2 separate regions of the Aedes albopictus genome follow, and region 1 is linked to region 2. A link is a contact called in public Hi-C data. All regions are on one chromosome and are shown on one strand. Each heading gives the region's core, a stretch centred on a gene start, on an enhancer-like site or on the middle of the called end of the contact. The rest is flanking DNA. Distances are from core to core; before and after follow the strand shown.

Region 1 (4,416 bases), core at 1,713-4,212, 220 kb before region 2:
CTGGAACTAGAACTTCTAGACGAATTCTGGAAACGACTGCAAGTAAAATTTTCCCGGAGGAACTCCTAGAACAGATAGTATTAGGGAGAAACTTTTGAAATAATTCCTAGTGAAACTTCTGGAAGAATTCTTGACGGAACTTCCAAAAGAGCGCTTCCTAGAGGAAGTTTCAGAAATTCTTGATAGGACTGCAGGGAGAAATTTTCAACAAAGCTCTTGCAGTTCCAAATCTTGAGGGATTTCCGATGACAATCCTGGAAAATTTTCCAGTGTTTTTTTTAGGAATTACCGGTAAAACTTTTAGAGAAATTCCCACCGAAACTCCAACAAAAATTTGCAGATTTTTTTGTTGAAACTCCTGAAAAAGTAATTCCTAGGGTAATTTTCTGTAAAACTCCTGGAAAAAAACAGAATTCTTGGTGGATCTACTAGGGTAAGAAATCAAACTTTGAACTAGTCAAATTGTAATCTTAATTTGAACCATTTCGAAATTCATTAAAACGACGTACTTTTTAGGCAAATATTGTCCCGAAAAAGGTGTTAAACAGCTTTCCGTAATATAACCTGATAACATGGACTTTAAAAGCATTGAAAAAAGCGTTTTTGTCATGGAAAACAGGCAATTGAAAAATCATTGTGATTTCACCCATTTCCCCCCAGAGAAAGCACATTTTCGGTGCACTCGTACAGCTCATGCATTGTATCACACGCAATATGTGAACACGTCAAATGAAAGCTTATTTATCGTAGAATCGACCAACCGAATAATATTTCGCATTGTTTGTCATAAAATTATCAAATTTAAGTAATTCTTACTTGGAGAATGTTATCTTAAGTTGAACCATTTGTAATCTGAATTTGAACTAGTAAACGGGGTCGAGCTTCCAGTGTTGGCCTGCAGACTGCGCTAGTGGTTGTTTTGTTTACTCTTGAGGGATGAAAAATTTCAAATTTAGTTTCCAAGTTCCTGAAGAGTTTAGAACATTCTTAGTTGAAATTCCACTGCCTAATGAAAAATAGTTATGGGAATTAGCTGATCCATGTGTTTTTCTATTGTTCAGCACGAAATTGGCTGTTGTGGGAGACGCTCGAGCTGCTGCCGCCAGTAGTTCAAATTAAGATTAAAATTGGTTCAAAGTATGATTACGATGGTTCAAATTAAGATTAAAATCATTGTTGACGAATAATCGAATTTTTCAATTAAATTCGGTGCAAATACAAACTTTTTACCACTTAACAGAAAGCTCATACCCGTAGCTTTCATGTACATACGCTTTTGCCGTAGTAAATTATTTCCATGTGGGAGAAAAAAACATTCAAAAATTGCGCTACTTTGGAAAGCTGCAATTTGGTTCAACTTTTGATTACCTACCCTAGAGAAATTTCTGGTGTAACTCCTAGAGGAATTCCCGGTGACACTCCTTGGGAAATGTTCGGTGGAATTTCTAGAAGTATTGCCAGTTGTAGTACTCCTGATGGAATTCTCGGAAGAGATACTAGTCGGATTCCCGATGGAATTCCTTGAAAAATTCCCAATGATATTTTTTGTGGAAATGAGCGAATTGGAAGAGAGTTTCCTGTCAACAGCAGTTAGCTACCAATTATTAGCATAATGTATAACCTGATATATATCTTCAAAGGTATTAGAAGTCTATGGTATTAGCAACTACATACAAACACTTTTTATGGCTGGAATTCATAGTTGCTAAATCATTCAGGGGCGATTTCTCCACCCTGGCTTGAGCGTTAAACCAGGTTTAACTATATGGGTAAACCTGGCTTACCGGCCCTTAAAAACTTACCTCATTGGTGTAATCCCAAAGCACTTTCGGGACATAGATGGAGTCATGCTTCCGCAGATCTTCAGCACAGCGTTCCGAATTGCGTCCTTCGTGGATAAAGTCCAGCTCCTCACGGAGCGTGCCCCTCAGGTCCCGAATGATCCATCCGAAATTGTAGCTCTTGTGGATCAGTGCCATCAAGTCTTGCAGAAACAGAATCGTCCTCAGATCGGCATTGAACCGTTTCTTCAAATCCGCATACTGAACCTTTATGGCCACCTGTTGGCCTTCTTTGGTGGTTCCCCGGAACACCTGTGCCAAACTGGCGGCAGCAATTGGTGTGTAGTCAAAGGTTTCGAACACCTCCTCCGGTGGCTTCCCGAAGTCTTGTTCAAAAAGTTTTCTCACTTCTCCGGGTTTCCGAGGCAGGCACTTATCCTCTAGCTTCTTCAGGGTCGATATATACTCCTTGGGGATGATGTGATTCATGGCGGCCACACCCTGGCCTATCTTGATGTACAATCCTCCATTGGTTAGACAACCATTCAGAATCCTGTCCGCCGCCCGTTGATGTACCTGGGATATGATCCTCTCGTAGTTCGGACCGTTCTCGTCCAACCCCCACAGGCTCCAGGTGTAATCCACCGAAATACTGATCCCAATCGCTAGCGATCGAACAAATCTCTGCACCCCGGCCACCGTCTCGAACTCGTTCACCGCCCCGTCGTATCCTATGGCACCCATCAGCATACTTCCGGTCGTTCCCAGCAGCACCTTTCCCGCCGTCCATTTTCGCGGCGTCGCCTTTGAAGCAACACCTCTAAACAGACCCACCGAAAAAGCAGGCCGACGTTTTCCAAGCACCAGACGAACAGCAAGCATCGTCACGATTCCCACACACTTCCGCACCAGACCGGAAAAAAAAACTCACAAAATAATCCGAAATTCTTCGTCAAAAGCACTCCACCGAACCGCCGACGTCATCCCGTCAGCAGGCAGAAGAAAGTACCTGCGGCTGCGATAAATAAAACAAAATTCCACGTTCGCGAAAAGTGCCGGTACGGTACCGCTGATTTTGACAGCTCTAGGTAAATTTTGTTGGTAAACAATCAGCTGATTCGCGAAAAAAGAAGTTCGAGGTCAAATCACACGAACACCATCCAGATCGAGGCCGAAGTCATTCGCCTTGACGGAGGCTCTCTGAGAGAATTGCGCTGTGCGTGAAATCATTTTTTTTTAACATGGGAAAGGATAGGAGCTGCATTTTCAAATGCTTCTAAAATATTTTAGGGACTTCAGATTGAAAAAAGTTTTAATGTTTTGCAATATACTTTCAATTAGCTACATTATAACTGGTTTTAGACAAAAGTTTTTAAATCACAATGTTATGTCTATAATATAGCGTATCATAATCTCATTCGATAACATTAAGAACGTTTTGCTTGAAAAAATTTCTTTAAAGAATTAGAAGCATTTGAAAATGCAGCTCCTATCCTTTCCCATGTTAAAAAAAAATTGTTTTCACGCAAGCGCTATTCTCTCAGAGAGCCTCCGTCAAGGCGAATTCGAGCAGATCAAGCTTCGCTCGTTCGGGAGTTCATCAGTAGGGATGCCCATTTGGAGAAGCAATCGAAAGAATTTTTACGTTATTGTAAGAATTATTATTTTGAAATAATTAAGAATTTCTAAAAATTCTTACCGATCCACAGTGGCATCATGGAAAATGGCACCAGAAAGTTCTCTTCGTGGCCAAGCCCTTCCTGCAAGACGTTCTCTTCATTTGGTTGGATGCGTGGAGTGCAAAACCGCTTCCGGCGTTGGTCAAGTTCGGCTTGAGTGTTGTGGTGATTGCGGTTATGCTGCTTCCTGTTGTGTACGCGTTGTGTGGCACTCTGCTTTACCTTGGATTTTGGCAGCAACAAATCGATAGGTTAGCTTCTCATGATTAACTATTGTGCTGTTCCATAGATTAATTCATTTTCAGTTTATATCCCTCTGTATTTCCCATGAAAATGCAGTCATTCTACTGGATCCAGCAGATATTGAAACAAACGGTATACTCGGATGCACAAGTGGATTACTTTCAGCGACGAATTCACGGATTTCTGTTGATCACTGCTGGGATGATGGATTATATGAGATTGCTATTGGAAATGGTATAGTAAATAAATTATGCATGACCTAGTGCATGACTCAAGGGGTTGGTCACTCGGCACATTGTGCCCTGCACACATGCCGGCACTTCTCGGCACACATGCCGGCACAATTCGGCACACTTCTGGCCTAGGGGAAAGACACTGTGCAAACGAGAGTAACTTTTAGAAATTCTAAGTAACTCCTTTCACCAATAATCGACGAAATACTCCTAAAATTGCTAGAAAAGTGAGATATCGGGCAATATTGTTTTGATTTTGCGATAAATCAGGCAACATCCTAGTAAAAACGGGAGCAATCCGGAGAAATTCTGAGCAACTCTGTGAAGGGAAATGTACTCTCCAGCACTGCGTCTTGCTCCAAGCTTCTGGCACACATGGGCACAACAACTTTGTGATATAGAATTAATCTGCCAAAATACACAGAAAAAATGTGTAATATTACATCTGAACTGCTGCAACCCGATCAATACGTCGGTTGC
Region 2 (4,387 bases), core at 1,177-3,676:
GAGGAATCCCTGGGGGAATCTCTAGAGGAATCCCTGAAAACATTTCTAGAGGAATTCCTGGAGGAATGCCTGGCTGATTTCCTGAAGGAATCCCTGCAAAATTTTCTGGAAGAATTCCTGAACAAATTCCTGGTGGAATTCTTGTATTAGTCCCTGGAGGAGTGCCTGGAGGAATTCCAGAAAGAATTCCTGGAGGAATCCGTTAAGGAATCTTTAGAGAAATCCCTGGTTGAACTCCTGGAGAAAATCTTTGTATCCCTTAAGAACCCAATTCCAGATCGAATGCATGAAAGAATTTCTGGATAACCTCTGGAGGAATATCTAGAGGAATCCCTGAAAGAGAAATTCCTGGAGGAATCCCAAGAGGATTTCCTGAAGGAATTTTTGGAGGAAATCCTGGTTGAAATCCTGGAGGAAGCCCTAGCTGAATTCCCGGAGGAATCCCTGTAAAAAATCCTGAAAGAATTTCCTGACAAATTCCTGGAGGAATTCTTGGAGGAGTCCCTGAAAGTGTTCCTGGATGAAATCCTAGAGAAATTTCTGGAGGAATCCCTGGAAGAACTCCTGAAGAAATACCTTGCGGAAAAGTTGGCAGAATTTCTGGAACAATGCTTAGATATATTCCCGGAGGAAACCCTGGATAAATATCTACAGGAATTATGGACGGAATCCTTGGAAAAAGAACAAGAGGAATTTTGAAGGAATTCCTGGTAAAATCCTTGGAGGAATTCCTTGAAAAATCACTGGATGCCTGGAAGAATCGCTAGATAAATTTCTAGAGAAATTCCCGGTGGAATCCCAGGGAGAATTCCTGAAAAAATCCTAGGAGGAATTCTAGAAGGAATTCGTGGAGAAATCCGCAGAGGAATTCCTAGGAATTTCTGGAGGAATTCCTGGGGGAATCTCTAGAGGAATCCCTGAAAGAATTTCTGGAGGAATTCTTGTAGAAGTCCCTGGAGGAATGCCTGGATGAATTCCAGAAAGAATCCTTGGAGGAGTTCTTGGATGAATCCGTTAAGGAATCCTTAGAGAAATCCCTGGGTAGAACTCCTGGAGAAAATCTTTGAGGAATACTTGGCAGAATTCCTGCCGGAATGCCTGGATAAATTCCCGAAGGAATCTCTACAGGAATGCTTGAAGGAATTCTTAGAGTAATTCCTTGAAAAATCACTGGATGCCTGGAGGAATCGCTAGAGGAGATCCTGGATGAATTTCTGGAGGAATTTCTGCAAGAATTCCAGAAGCAATCTCTGAAGGAATTCCCGGTGGAAACCCAGGAAGAATTTCAGAAACACTGACTGTACAAATTCCTGAAGAAATTCTTGGAGGAATCCCTTAATGAATTTCTGGAGAAAGCAGAATTACTGGAAGAATGCCTGGATAAATTCCCGGAGGAATCCTTGGAGGAATCTCTACAGGAATTCTGGAAGGAATTCTTGGAAGAATCTCTACAGCAATTCTGGAAGGAATTCTTGGTGGAATCCTTGAAGGAATTCCTTGGAAAATCACTGGATGTCTGGAGGAATCGCTAGTGGAATTTCTAGATGAATTTCTAGAGGAATTCCTGGTGGAATCCCAGGGAGAGTTCCTGAAGAAATCCTAGGAGAAAGTACTAAAGAAATCACAGATGGAATTCTTGGAAAAAAATCCGGAAGTAATTCCAAGAAGAGTTCATGGAGGAACTCCTGGAAGAATCCCCGTAGCAGTTCTTGAAGAAATCCCTGTAGGAACTCCTGAAGAAACCTCAGAACGAATCTCGGAAGCAATCTTATGAGAATTTTTTCAGGAAATTCCTGAAGATATTTGTAAACGAATTCCTGTAATTTTTTCGGCACAGTCATGGTTAGCAAGGAGCTGGATGGCAAAAGACACTCAGCGGCGGAAGAAGCTTGGAGCCAGGAGAAGCCATGTCTTCTTGAAAAAGTTGTCTTTGCTACTTTCCTAGTTCAACAGAATGGGATCACTATAACAATATAAGCTCATAAAGTAATCATGGTACAGCTCGCGCAAAACGCTGTTGACTGCAAGTTGGTCTTTTGCTCTCGATAAGTAATTGATGAGATGTTAATTGAGGTGACGTGGACTGCAACCGATCACATTCGCCGATCACATATTCTATGGGAAACAGTCTTCCAGGAATAACTTCCTAGGGATAGTCAGACAGCAGCTCTGAAAAACTCCAAGAGAACGATCATTTTAGTCTAACTAATGTTTTTGCTTTACGTCCATTCGGTCCAACATCGTTTTGTGATAGAATGATTTACATCAACAAATCCCACTCTGTGAGCTCACCCTATATCAAGATCTCTGATCGCTACAGATCACTTTCACACGTGCTTTGCTGGAGCATCTTCTTATCGTTGGCATCGGTCAAATGTGAAAACAAACGATTAAACCTAATGGTCGTGGCGGCGGTGGCGGCTTCTTGCTACCGCCACACCGATAACCTTCGCCGATGCCCCTTTTTTCGTACGGGAGTTCAAGCGATTTATAAACGAAAGGCGATCGCGCAGCGATCTCAGTCCGGAAAGGCTCGCGTAGTTCGGTAGATTGGAAGTTATGTTCCTGTTGGTGATCGTCACGTTGATCGCGTTGTTGGCGCTGTACGAGTGGTATTTGCGGCAACGTGATGGATACCGTGCTGCTCGGGAGTACCCCGGTGGAACGATGTTTCCGGTGTTGGGGAATCTACTGGAAGTGTTGATCAAGGATACGGTGCAGACGTTTAACTATGCGCGAACGAATGCCCTGAAGTATGGGCGATCGTATCGGCAGTGGATATTCGGAAGCGTGATACTGAATGTGATTAGAGTTCGCGAAGCGGAGCCAATTCTGTCCAGCACGAAGCACACCCGGAAGAGCATACTGTATCGGTTCTTGGAGCCGTTGATGGGCGATGGGCTGCTGTGTAGCAAGGGTAGCAAGTGGCAGGCGCGACGGAGGATATTGACCCCGGCATTCCATTTCAGCATCCTGAACGACTTTCTGCAGGTGTTCCAGGAGGAGGCGGAAAAGTTGATGACGTTGCTGAATGGTCCTGCCGATTCAGGAGAAGAGGTCGTGCTGCAGTCGATCGTTACCAGGTTCACGCTGAACACTATCTGTGGTAAGGTTGAGCTTGGTTGTTGTAAGAAAACAGAAAACTAATTTTAAAGTGAACTCGATCAAGAAACGGCGATGGGTGTTAAGCTGGATTCGTACAATGGAGCAGATACGTATCGATCGCAGGTGTATGACGTGGGTGAAAGGATCGTTCACAGAACGATGACTCCGTGGTTGTACGATGATGGGGTCTACAACCTACTGGGGTATCAGAAGCCTTTGGAAGATGCAATAGAACCAATTCATGACTTCACCCGAAGCATAATCCGACAGAAGCGTGAGCAGTTGATACAAGATTCGACGATCTCCAACGTGCCTGTAGATGGAATGTATGCTCAGATCGTATTTTTATAGCGATGATCTGAACTACATATTTTCTAGATACGGATCGAAGCAACGGTACGCCATGTTGAACACTCTGTTGATGGCCGAAGCAAGCGGTGGTATAGATGAAGAAGGCATACGCGAAGAAGTGGACACCTTTATGTTCGAAGGACATGACACAACGGCAGCCGGATTGATCTTCTCGATTCTGTTGCTGGCGACAGAGCAGGAAGCTCAACAACGTGTTTACAATGAACTTTTGGAAGCTCGTAGTACCAAATCAGAGGCTGATGCTTTCACCATAGCAGATTACAACAACCTGAAGTACTTGGATCGATTCGTAAAGGAAGTACTTCGGTTGTATCCTCCAGTATCGTTCATCTCGCGGTATCTGTCTGGACCATTGGAAGTTGGTAGGTTCAATCATTGGTCTTCCACCGCTGCACGTTACGTTAACTCTATTTTTTCGGTAGATTCAACGACCTTTCCGCACGGTACCATCGCACACATACACATCTACGATCTGCATCGTGATCCGGATCAGTTTCCCGACCCGGAGCGGTTTGATCCCGACAGGTTCCTGCCGGAAGTCTCCGCCAAGAGGAATCCATACGCATACGTACCGTTCAGCGCAGGTCCTAGGAACTGTATCGGACAGAAATACGCTCTGCTAGAGATGAAAACCGTACTCTGCGCTCTGCTGATCAACTATCACATTCTGCCGGTGACTACGCGGCAAGAGGTGATCTTCATGGCAGATCTGGTACTGCGGGCAAAGACGCCGATCAAGGTTCGATTCGCTAAGCGAAAGACGAATACAAAGTGTAGCTAGACGTAGAATATGATTGTTAACAGAAAATCTAGACCAAACAGTAACAATGAAAATATATTGATTAATATTGTGTTGTCTGCTTATCAATATTTTCATAATTTCTACAGTATAAATAAACTCATTTGTGCG

The links. A called contact is a pair of places that touch in the nucleus more often than the background predicts.
Region 1: a Hi-C map of whole body shows a contact between it and region 2, with 9 times the contacts expected there. The contact joins the promoter of LOC115269193 here to the promoter of LOC109418973 in region 2. A contact is called at or near these places in 3 of 3 Hi-C or Micro-C datasets (embryo, whole body and whole pupa).

The regions. Positions count from the first base shown.
Region 1 is chr2:457,056,060-457,060,475 of AalbF5, reverse strand. It overlaps LOC115269193, which reads left to right and starts at 2,962. Exons shown (of 3, transcript XM_029877612.2): 1 at 2,962-3,432; 2 at 3,491-3,711; 3 at 3,766-3,957. The coding sequence starts at 3,262. The coding sequence ends at 3,943. All of the region lies in intron 2 of LOC109397934 (transmembrane emp24 domain-containing protein 5), which reads left to right. LOC109418972 reads right to left here and starts at 2,947. Exons shown (of 3, transcript XM_029877712.2): 1 at 1,803-2,947. The coding sequence starts at 2,663.
Region 2 is chr2:456,834,507-456,838,893 of AalbF5, reverse strand. LOC109418973 reads left to right here and starts at 2,426. Exons shown (of 8, transcript XM_029877711.2): 1 at 2,426-3,106; 2 at 3,170-3,431; 3 at 3,484-3,839; 4 at 3,900-4,253. The coding sequence starts at 2,560. All of the region lies in intron 2 of LOC109397934 (transmembrane emp24 domain-containing protein 5), which reads left to right.